Linked DNA regions of Sus scrofa: regions 2 and 3 are each linked to region 1. Evidence: chromatin contacts called from public HiChIP or PLAC-seq data. All regions are on one chromosome and are shown on one strand. The core of a region is the stretch at or near the end of the contact, and the rest is flanking DNA. Distances in the headings are between cores, read along the strand shown. Region 1 has its middle 180 kb from the start of RREB1. Region 2 overlaps RREB1 (ras-responsive element-binding protein 1). Region 3 overlaps RREB1 (ras-responsive element-binding protein 1).

Evidence for each region. HiChIP or PLAC-seq counts read pairs in DNA pulled down with a chosen protein or histone mark.
Region 2: an H3K27ac HiChIP or PLAC-seq map of skeletal muscle shows a contact between it and region 1. The contact joins two enhancer-like sites. A contact is called at or near these places in 2 of 47 Hi-C or Micro-C datasets (both in skeletal muscle) and 2 of 2 datasets of contacts at active chromatin or transcription factors (alveolar macrophages and skeletal muscle).
Region 3: an H3K27ac HiChIP or PLAC-seq map of skeletal muscle shows a contact between it and region 1. The contact joins two enhancer-like sites. A contact is called at or near these places in 2 of 47 Hi-C or Micro-C datasets (heart right ventricle and skeletal muscle) and 2 of 2 datasets of contacts at active chromatin or transcription factors (alveolar macrophages and skeletal muscle).

The regions. Positions count from the first base shown.
Region 1 is chr7:4,331,768-4,334,467 of Sscrofa11.1, reverse strand. No RefSeq gene overlaps it. Among named protein-coding and RNA genes, the nearest start is that of RREB1, 180 kb to the left of the region's middle. Within about 2 kb of position 1,282, at least 13 of the 83 cell types and tissues checked have an H3K27ac peak or open chromatin away from gene starts, as enhancers often do. A contact at or near this core is called in alveolar macrophages and skeletal muscle, where this site is marked.
Region 2 is chr7:4,591,157-4,593,856 of Sscrofa11.1, reverse strand. The region is part of intron 6 of RREB1 (ras-responsive element-binding protein 1); the gene reads right to left. Among named protein-coding and RNA genes, the nearest start is that of RREB1, 80 kb to the right of the region's middle. Within about 2 kb of position 1,361, at least 17 of the 83 cell types and tissues checked have an H3K27ac peak or open chromatin away from gene starts, as enhancers often do. A contact at or near this core is called in skeletal muscle, where this site is marked.
Region 3 is chr7:4,611,910-4,614,609 of Sscrofa11.1, reverse strand. All of the region lies in intron 8 of RREB1 (ras-responsive element-binding protein 1), which reads right to left. Among named protein-coding and RNA genes, the nearest start is that of SSR1, 73 kb to the left of the region's middle. Within about 2 kb of position 1,264, at least 31 of the 83 cell types and tissues checked have an H3K27ac peak or open chromatin away from gene starts, as enhancers often do. A contact at or near this core is called in alveolar macrophages and skeletal muscle, where this site is marked.

The sequences.
Region 1 (2,700 bases), core at 33-2,532:
CTGATGGGTGCCTCATACACGTTTACTACTGATGCAACGAAGGTATTTCCTTCGGCATCTTAAGAAAGAGGATTAACCGGCATTAACGATCGCTAAACCGTCCTCCATGGTAACATTGCTACGTATCAAGCAGTGATCCGTGGCCTGCGTTGGGCTAGCTCAAAGTGGACATAGCGAAAAAAAAAAAAAAAAAAAAAAAAAAAAAAAAAAAAAAAAAAAAAAAAAAAAAAAAAAAAAAAAAAGCAGTAGACCGATGGCCTCTTGGGGTCTGGAAAGGGAGGAGGAAACGAAGAATCTCTGAGTGTTTCCATCTCTGTCAAAGGTGACATTGCCAACACTCTGGCTGCTGCAAAATCTCTTCCTCCCTGGGGAGGAGAGGTTTCACCAGCCTCTGATGTAATCGCCTAATGCACCCCTCAGATGACTTGAGTTCCAGGCCTTTCCGTCCCTTTCTCTTGGTCTGGTGGCTCAGACAAACAACTGGCTGTTCATTTGGTTTCGTTAGAACCGAGCTGCTGGGGAGAGGGAGGGTGGGCCGTATGCTGGACCAGAAGATGGCAGTCACTGGAAGACCTCGTCTTTTGCTCGAAGCGTTAGGCATTGGCTCCCTGGTTTGTAAACCAGTTCCCTGGTGGACGTGGTTGGCACGAATTCTCCAGCCCCAGCTCACGTCTGGGTGAGCCAGACTTGGCTGCGCTTCTGCATGAGAAAGGCCTTCGTTAAGACGGAGCCCACGATCGTCCTACCGGGTGCCGTGGGATTGCGGCCGGATCTGCGGGCTCCCCTCTGCTCCTTGGGGTGCGCATCTGAGCAGACGTCCCGCTGAAACAGCCTCCTTCACGGTAGCGTCTTAGATTTGAAGGAATCTTTGCAGTCATCTAGTCCAATCTCGTTCTGCCATTAAGCTCCCACAAGTGCTCATCTAGCCTGGCACTGAACCTACTTCCTCCAAGCTGACTCATTTTTGCTTCGCTCTAGTGGCTGAAATTTGCTTTTCCTTTTACATTAAGGGGGCATTTTTGGGCCTCTCAGCTCATTTCTCTAGAGCTACGCAGAATCTGCATGAAAACCCTTTGAATATTAGATTGGCAGCGATTATATAGAACATGTAAACGTTTTTTAAATGACGGATTGTCTTCTCTTTAACCATTTAAGGACGGTTTACTTGGAGACAAGAACTCGATTGGGCAGCTTTGCATTGCAGGCCGATCGTCTGGCCGGGACAAGAACGGAGCTGATGCCGAGCGTCCTTAACTGTTCATTACGTGGCGACTGTCCAGCGCCGGGAAGGTCTGGAGATTTTGCAGAGTTAACAAGTTAGCCTGTGACAGCTTCAGGGCCGCCGGCAAAGGGTATGAGACTTGGGGATGAGAGTCAGAGGACAGTTTAATGCTTGTAGTGATGGCAGTAGCCAGGGTGTCATCGTGTTCTTGTGCCGGGCCCCCAAGCCCCAGCCCACAGGGTGGGCAGAGAGGGCCAGGGGGGCCCTCTGCACGCAGTGGAGCAAGACACAGGACAGCAGCCGGGTGTAGGAAACCCCAGCTTTTTATAATGGGCTCTACACTACCTGCAACCTTAGCCTGGGGACAGACCACCTCTGGTACTAGACGGCAAACAAGCCAGCCCTGTGCTCCAGCGGGAGACGCCCCCTCTGTCTTCGAAGGCCGGTCTCTGTGCAGACATCCTTGGAAGGACAAGCGGGAGCGAGGGCAGTCCCTGCCTCTGCCTGCGACACCAGCAGAGACAGAACAGACCCACGGAGGGTCGCCTCCCAGGAGCAGCTTCCTTTGACGTCACCCCTGGCACACGAATCTCCAGCTTATCTGCCAGCTGTGCCCATGTCCTCCACCTCGCACCAAACCGAAAGCTCAGGCCGAACGATACGGGGGCAAGGATGGAGGTGCGAGGTGGTCAGGGCCTGTGTTTTCCCGCCGAGTTTTGTTCAGAGCCTCCTTCCCCGCGTTCTTTTCACACGGGTCCAGGAGACTCTGCCTTCCTCACAGGCTCCCCGGTGCGGCCGAGGTTGCCCAGGGCTCAGTGGAGAGGAAGGCTGAGCATCGCGGGTGGGGGGGCTTCAGAAGGCGTCATGGGGAGGTGCCAGGTCCGCCAGCATTTTGCTTCCGGCGGTGTGTTAAAGACAACGGGCAAGAAGGATGCTGCTTTCCCTGAAGGGCCTGCGGATGGGGCTCTGAGGACCATTTCACGTCAGTACTGAATCTGCATCCAGGGCTCGCTGCCCCAAAGCTCCACGCATCCGCTCTACTCCTGGTTTTTTGTTAGCCATCCTCTTTTCAGATGGAGACCCTGAGGCCGGCCCCGCAGGGCTCTCTGCATTCCAAGGTCGCAGAGACCTGGGACAGCCTGGGCTGGCGAAGGCCTCCCGACCGGCCCTGTAAGCCTCTCTCGGGAGCGGGGCGGGAGCTCATGAGATTAACACTGCAGGGGCCCAGCCGTGAGACCTGGAGCAGCTCAATCGCCAGGCACGCTGGTGAATAACAGGAATCTCTATCATCCTTTCCGTCAGAAAGCATTTATTTTAAACCCCTTGGCGAGCTCACGGGGTGAGCTGGCCTGTCACACACCATCACATGGCATGGAAACTGGCAATTAAATTTAGCAACCCACCTCGGCAAATCCAGGCCAGCCTGGGAGGAGCCAGGAGTCTTCACTCCCAAATCAGGAGGTTTCCAGAGAAAGGGA
Region 2 (2,700 bases), core at 112-2,611, 260 kb before region 1:
TTCAGAGATTGGATTCTTTCCAAATGAGATCCCTTTCAATCCTTTCAAGTATCATCACTTCTTCACAGCTCTGCCGTCTGGCACTTTCTGGAAAGTTGTGCAAACTGCAAAGCTCAGTGCCCTTTTTCCTACACTGCACGCTCCCAGAGGGCGGGCCCTGGCTCAGTTTCCCAGGTTTGTTTTGGAAGACAAGCACGGCTCAATCCAAACTTTCAACATGGGAGCAGACTGATAAGGAGTTCTGGGAAGTTAAAAGCCGGAGCCACGGGGATGTTTCCATGATACGTGTTTTGCACTGTGATGGCAGCCTATTATTCTGCTCAGGAACTAGGCTATTTAGAAAGGTTTGGGATAAAGGATTTTCAAACCTCAAAAACATGAGAATCTGCAGACAGGGATGTGGCAACTTGAAAAACTATACCGGATATGATACTAAATTGAGACGGTCTCTCCTCCAAACTTTTTCAAAATAAGCTGGAACTGGCATCACTCTAAGTCTCCCTATTTACCAAATATACAATTCCTTTTTATTTTTTTACATTTGTAAAGTTTTGGTGGCATTTTATTTACTGATTTACAAAGTGGTGATAATTTCTGCTGCACAACAAAGTGATTCTGTTACACTTTACACTTGCTTGCATGTATTTATTCATTTATTTATTTTTGTCTTCTTAGGCCTGCACGTGTGGCATGTGGAAGTTCCAGGGCTAGGGGTCAAACTGGAGCCGTAGCTGCTGGCCTACACCAAAGCCACAGTAACTTGGGATCCAAGCCTTGCCTAAAACCTACACAACGGCTCATGGCAACGCCGGATCCCTAACCCACTGAGCGAGGCCAGGGATGGAGTCCATGTACCCATGGATCCTAGTCAGGTTTCGTTCATCGCTGAGCCAGGATGGCAACTCCCCACACTTGCCTTCGAACGAAGTTTTAAACTCTGTGTGCAGTGTAGGTAATGGGCTTATTAATGCTACACTGCAACTATCAACGTGACCACACGTAATTTGATCTGCTACCTGATTCTGTGAAATGTTTTTTTTTTAAATAAATATGACGGTTCTACTGGTTGACGGTCCTCTCATAAAACGACAGTGAAGGAAACACTACAGAAGGACTGATTAGCCTCATAAACAAAGACAACAAATGAACTCTCATAAAATGACTCGTGGCCAAAGGAGAGAGAGTTGCTTTATAAAGTGGGTAGCTGCAACGAGTATCTCCTCATCAGCTAGGAATAACTGGAAATGGAGAAGGATGCAGCTCTCGAGGTCCACACTGTGAGATGCATAGTGAAGCCCTCTAGGGGTTAAAGCAACCAAAATCTGGGGTGGAGTCCAGATCTGCCTCCTCCAGCACGCCGCTGGGCAGTAAACACGGGCAAGGCGGGGCTCAGCCAGGAAACTTGAGTGCGTGCACACATACGCAGGCACACGGCACTTGGGCTCGTGTAGATGACCTTGAGAACGGGGTGAGCCGGGGGCTGAGGGCAGGGGCACTGGACCAGCCTTGTGCGATTAGGCCTCGGAGAACCCGACCTACAAGTCCACACTACAGGGACTCACATCACAGAGGGGTCCTGCAGCCCTGAGGGGAGGGACTGACACTCAGCACAGAGTCCTGTCACAGGTAAGGGGGCCCAGGGCAGGTGACAGTGAAGGCAGAACAGGGCCCTAGGGGTAGGTGCCCAGCCCTGGCCATCGGCTCCCGGCTCAAGAGTCCCAGCTGCTGCCACAGATCTTGAAAGCAGCAGCAGCAGCAGCAGAAGGAAAATGAGACACAGAACTTCTTGGTTTTGAGCAGCAAACACACAGTCCACTGACTTCCTTTCACGCCTAGAAAAATCAAACAAGGATGCAGCTACTCCAGACTCGGGCCCTCACTCTTCTTTTTAATTCCTGCACACACATCCCAGCGGGGCTCTGGCCCCTGATTAATGTAACACAGGTATTTGCTCAGGAGAGATCACAGCTCACCACTGGAGTATCAGATTCTGGAACAGATCCACCAGGACAAATAAATCTAACTCTACTCTCTCTGGCACATTTTTGTAAGTGTTTTCACATTTTTATACACATTTCTTTCCAAAAGCACAGTTTCACCAACAAGGGAAGGTGGTGCTGATTGCGACTGAGGACTGAAAACCAAGTGCTCTTTTAACGCATTGTTTGCGATTTTCTACAGAGAAGATGAAATAAAGGCAGTGTGATCAACTCAAATATTCTAAATAAAGTTTTGATGTTTAAATTACCAGTTTAATCTAGGAAAGAACAAAGGGAAAAATAACTTCTTCATTCATTTTCTGGCATTATATGACTGTTCAGCCGTTACACCTTCCCTCAGTGGCACAAAGAACAACGACATTAATGACCATTTATTTAAATTTATTTCTAAGTCCTAGTTAACTAACCATTATCTTATGTGCTTGGCATGTGTTAAATCATGAATCCCCTGCAATGTTCCAATTGGCACAGTAGCACCGCCTTCTACAGATGAAGTGACCAAGACACAGGGAGGTCAATGAACCTGCCAGGGTCACACAGCTCGGAGTGCTCACCTCTCGAAGGTGATCACAGGGGTGCCTTCAGCTCTGAAAGCACCAACTCAGAAAGACCCCCGACCCAGCACACTTCCATGGTACCCTACAAGCCTTCAAAATGCTCCCACAAACACTCACTGCGTTTGAGCACAAGTTCTGAATGA
Region 3 (2,700 bases), core at 15-2,514, 280 kb before region 1:
TTACTAATTTTTAGAGGACAGCTCATGGCTCTGGGCTGGGGTAGAAACGTGGTGTGATAAACACACGATTGTGGCGTGGCGATTGTGGCGTGGCGTGGGCACTCTGCAGGGACGAGGGCGGAGGAAGAAGCCGTCCGCGGGGCAACTCCCAGCAGGGCTGACAGTGACTTAACCGGCCCCGGCCAGGAAACAAGGAACGGGTAACCACAAATGGAGCGGTTTCCCCAATAACCGTGCCGAGGACCTGCGACGGGTGGTGACCGCGCACACAGACTGCGAGTCAGGCCAAGAGAAAGGTGGAGGCGGAGTCGCCAGCGGGTGACCTACAGAGACAGAAAACAAGGCCACCAAAAATCTGAGAGAAAAAATATTTTAAACCTTGAGGGTCCACAGTTCTGGGCGTAGCTCCCCCCAGGTTGCTACAGTGCCCCTGGGCTCATCTGGGGGTCCTGACCCTCCAGAACAAGGTAAAACGCTGAAGAGCAATCCAAAGAGACCCCCTGCTCCCTGGGGCGCCTGATTTTCACATCCTCCTGTCAAGCTGAGGGCCAGGCACACGATCCTGTCACCGAGAAAGGGTTAAAGAAAACTGCTCTGTTTCATTATGCTAAACGCACTTCTGAAAGACTGCTGTGGCAAGTTCCAAATCTCAGGAAACACTTCTTCAGAATCTCAGCTTTCCCCACAAGCTAAGGGAGAGGACCTGCCGTCCCAGCGTGTAAAGGTGTCAGGTGCTGCCAGGCTTCGGGAGGTCTGGGTTTCCGCACAGCCGGGATCCCAGCCTCTGGGAGGCAGGAGTCAACCCACGTCTAAACAGCCATTCAGTTACCCCATCTTTACGAAAGCGGAAGTAGGAGTGCCGCCTTATAACAGGGACTAAGGGCCGACCCGTTCCCAAGTTCTGCCACGGGAAGAGCACCCAGTTCCTTCTCCGTTTCACTGGAAGGGGTTCCCAGCGAGGGACACGAACCCCTAACTTAAGTGTTGCAAGGCTGAACACACTAAACAAGACCCACGTTCAAATAACAGCATCAGGGAAAGGTTCACGGAGTGTTTGTCACAGTCGGAGGACTGGGGCATGCCCTTCATCCTCACGCGTCCCCACGCCCATCTTCCAGGTGGGGGGACGGAGCCCAGGGTCACGGAGATGCCAGGCTCAGGCAAGGCTGGAGCTGGCTGCCCTCCCTCCACCGCTGGGCTGTCCTTCAGAGGACCAGTGCTGCGGGCAGCCCAGCTCCTGCCACGCCCGTGTCACATCCTCGAGGCCTGCCGTCTTTGTAGCACTCTGGCCCTGTCCTCAGAAGCTAAGAAGGCGGCAGGCACCCTGACTACTTCCTCAGGAGACTGAATTTCTTACTCATTATAGCGTTTTAACCGAGGGACTGACATTCCTTTTTTAAAGGGATTTCATGCTTCGTTTTCCCTGTTCTGTCTCCAGAGGCAAGGAGGGGTGAGTGCAAACAACCTCTGGTCGGGGCCCCACCCAGTTCAGACATTCCTCTCCCCCTGCCCACCCCTGCCCTCCCTCCAGGCCCAGCCAGAGAACTGACATCCAGCAGCTGCACTAATCTCTCCCAGTTGCCAGGAGCAACAGTGATGGCCCTGTGACAGGGCCCTGGCCCGCAGCGGCCTGCCCTCCCCACGCCCAGGAATCCGCCGGGCTGCACACCGCGTCCTGACGCCCTGCCCGGGCTGTTCCACCGAAGCGGCGTGGTGTGAAGCGGGGCAGGTCCAGGGGCTGCTCTGCGGGTGGGCTGGCGGGAGCCCAGGAGCCGAGTCTCGGAGGGGCCGTGGGCAGGATAGGGAGGGGGCAACCCTGCCCAAGGTGCCTCCGGCTTCCGGCTACGGAAGGGCACATGCCCTCCCCTCGCTCAGCCCCCAGCATCGTTTCCAATCTGCTCCACCTGGCTGAGCCTTGGAGACCCAGGGACTCTTAAATTTGAGATGCTGACGAGGATTTTGTCATGCCCTCTCCCTATTTTTAGGTTGACATTTAACAAGCACGGGACCAGCGCCATGGGAATCTCTGTTAGGGTCCCCTGCAGATGACGGGCGGGGGCGGGGCAGAGGCAGCGGGGTGCAGTGAAGGGAGCCGAACACTCCTCGGAGCACCGGAGACTCCAGAGGAAGAAGGTTCTGGCACCTCTCCCCCACCCTGGCGGCACAGGGAGCTGCCCCTGCAGAGCCCACCAGGTTCCCCTGGCACGAACTCCCACTGCAGATTTAGGGGTGTCTGTCTCACAAACATCCAGGATCCCGTCGGATGGGGCAGAGGCCCTGAGCCGGGCAAGCACATGGGGGCGCCACGGCATCGGGGGTAAAATGCCAAGGGCAGCTTTCGGCCTGCCAGCCAAGCTTGGACAGCAGGCCACCGGCCCACCTGGCCTCAGCCTGACCCCCTTCACTCCGCGAGAATGGCTCACTCACTGTTTTCTGACGGCCCTTAAGGGGCCCTGTCTCCACCGTCACTGCTTTTCTCTTAAGTCTGGTCAAGCGCCTGGCGCACAACAAGCGTTCATTCATTTGCCAGATGCAGTTTAACTGAAATAATTTTTAAATTATTGAAATAATTTAACTGAAACAATTTAAAAATTATTTATTACCTGATCTCCTTTCATCCAGAAGCCACATAAGATTAGGTAACTTTTGCCAGATTCCACCCCCAGCTGCAGCCACAGAGCCACTGGACCACCCAGATGC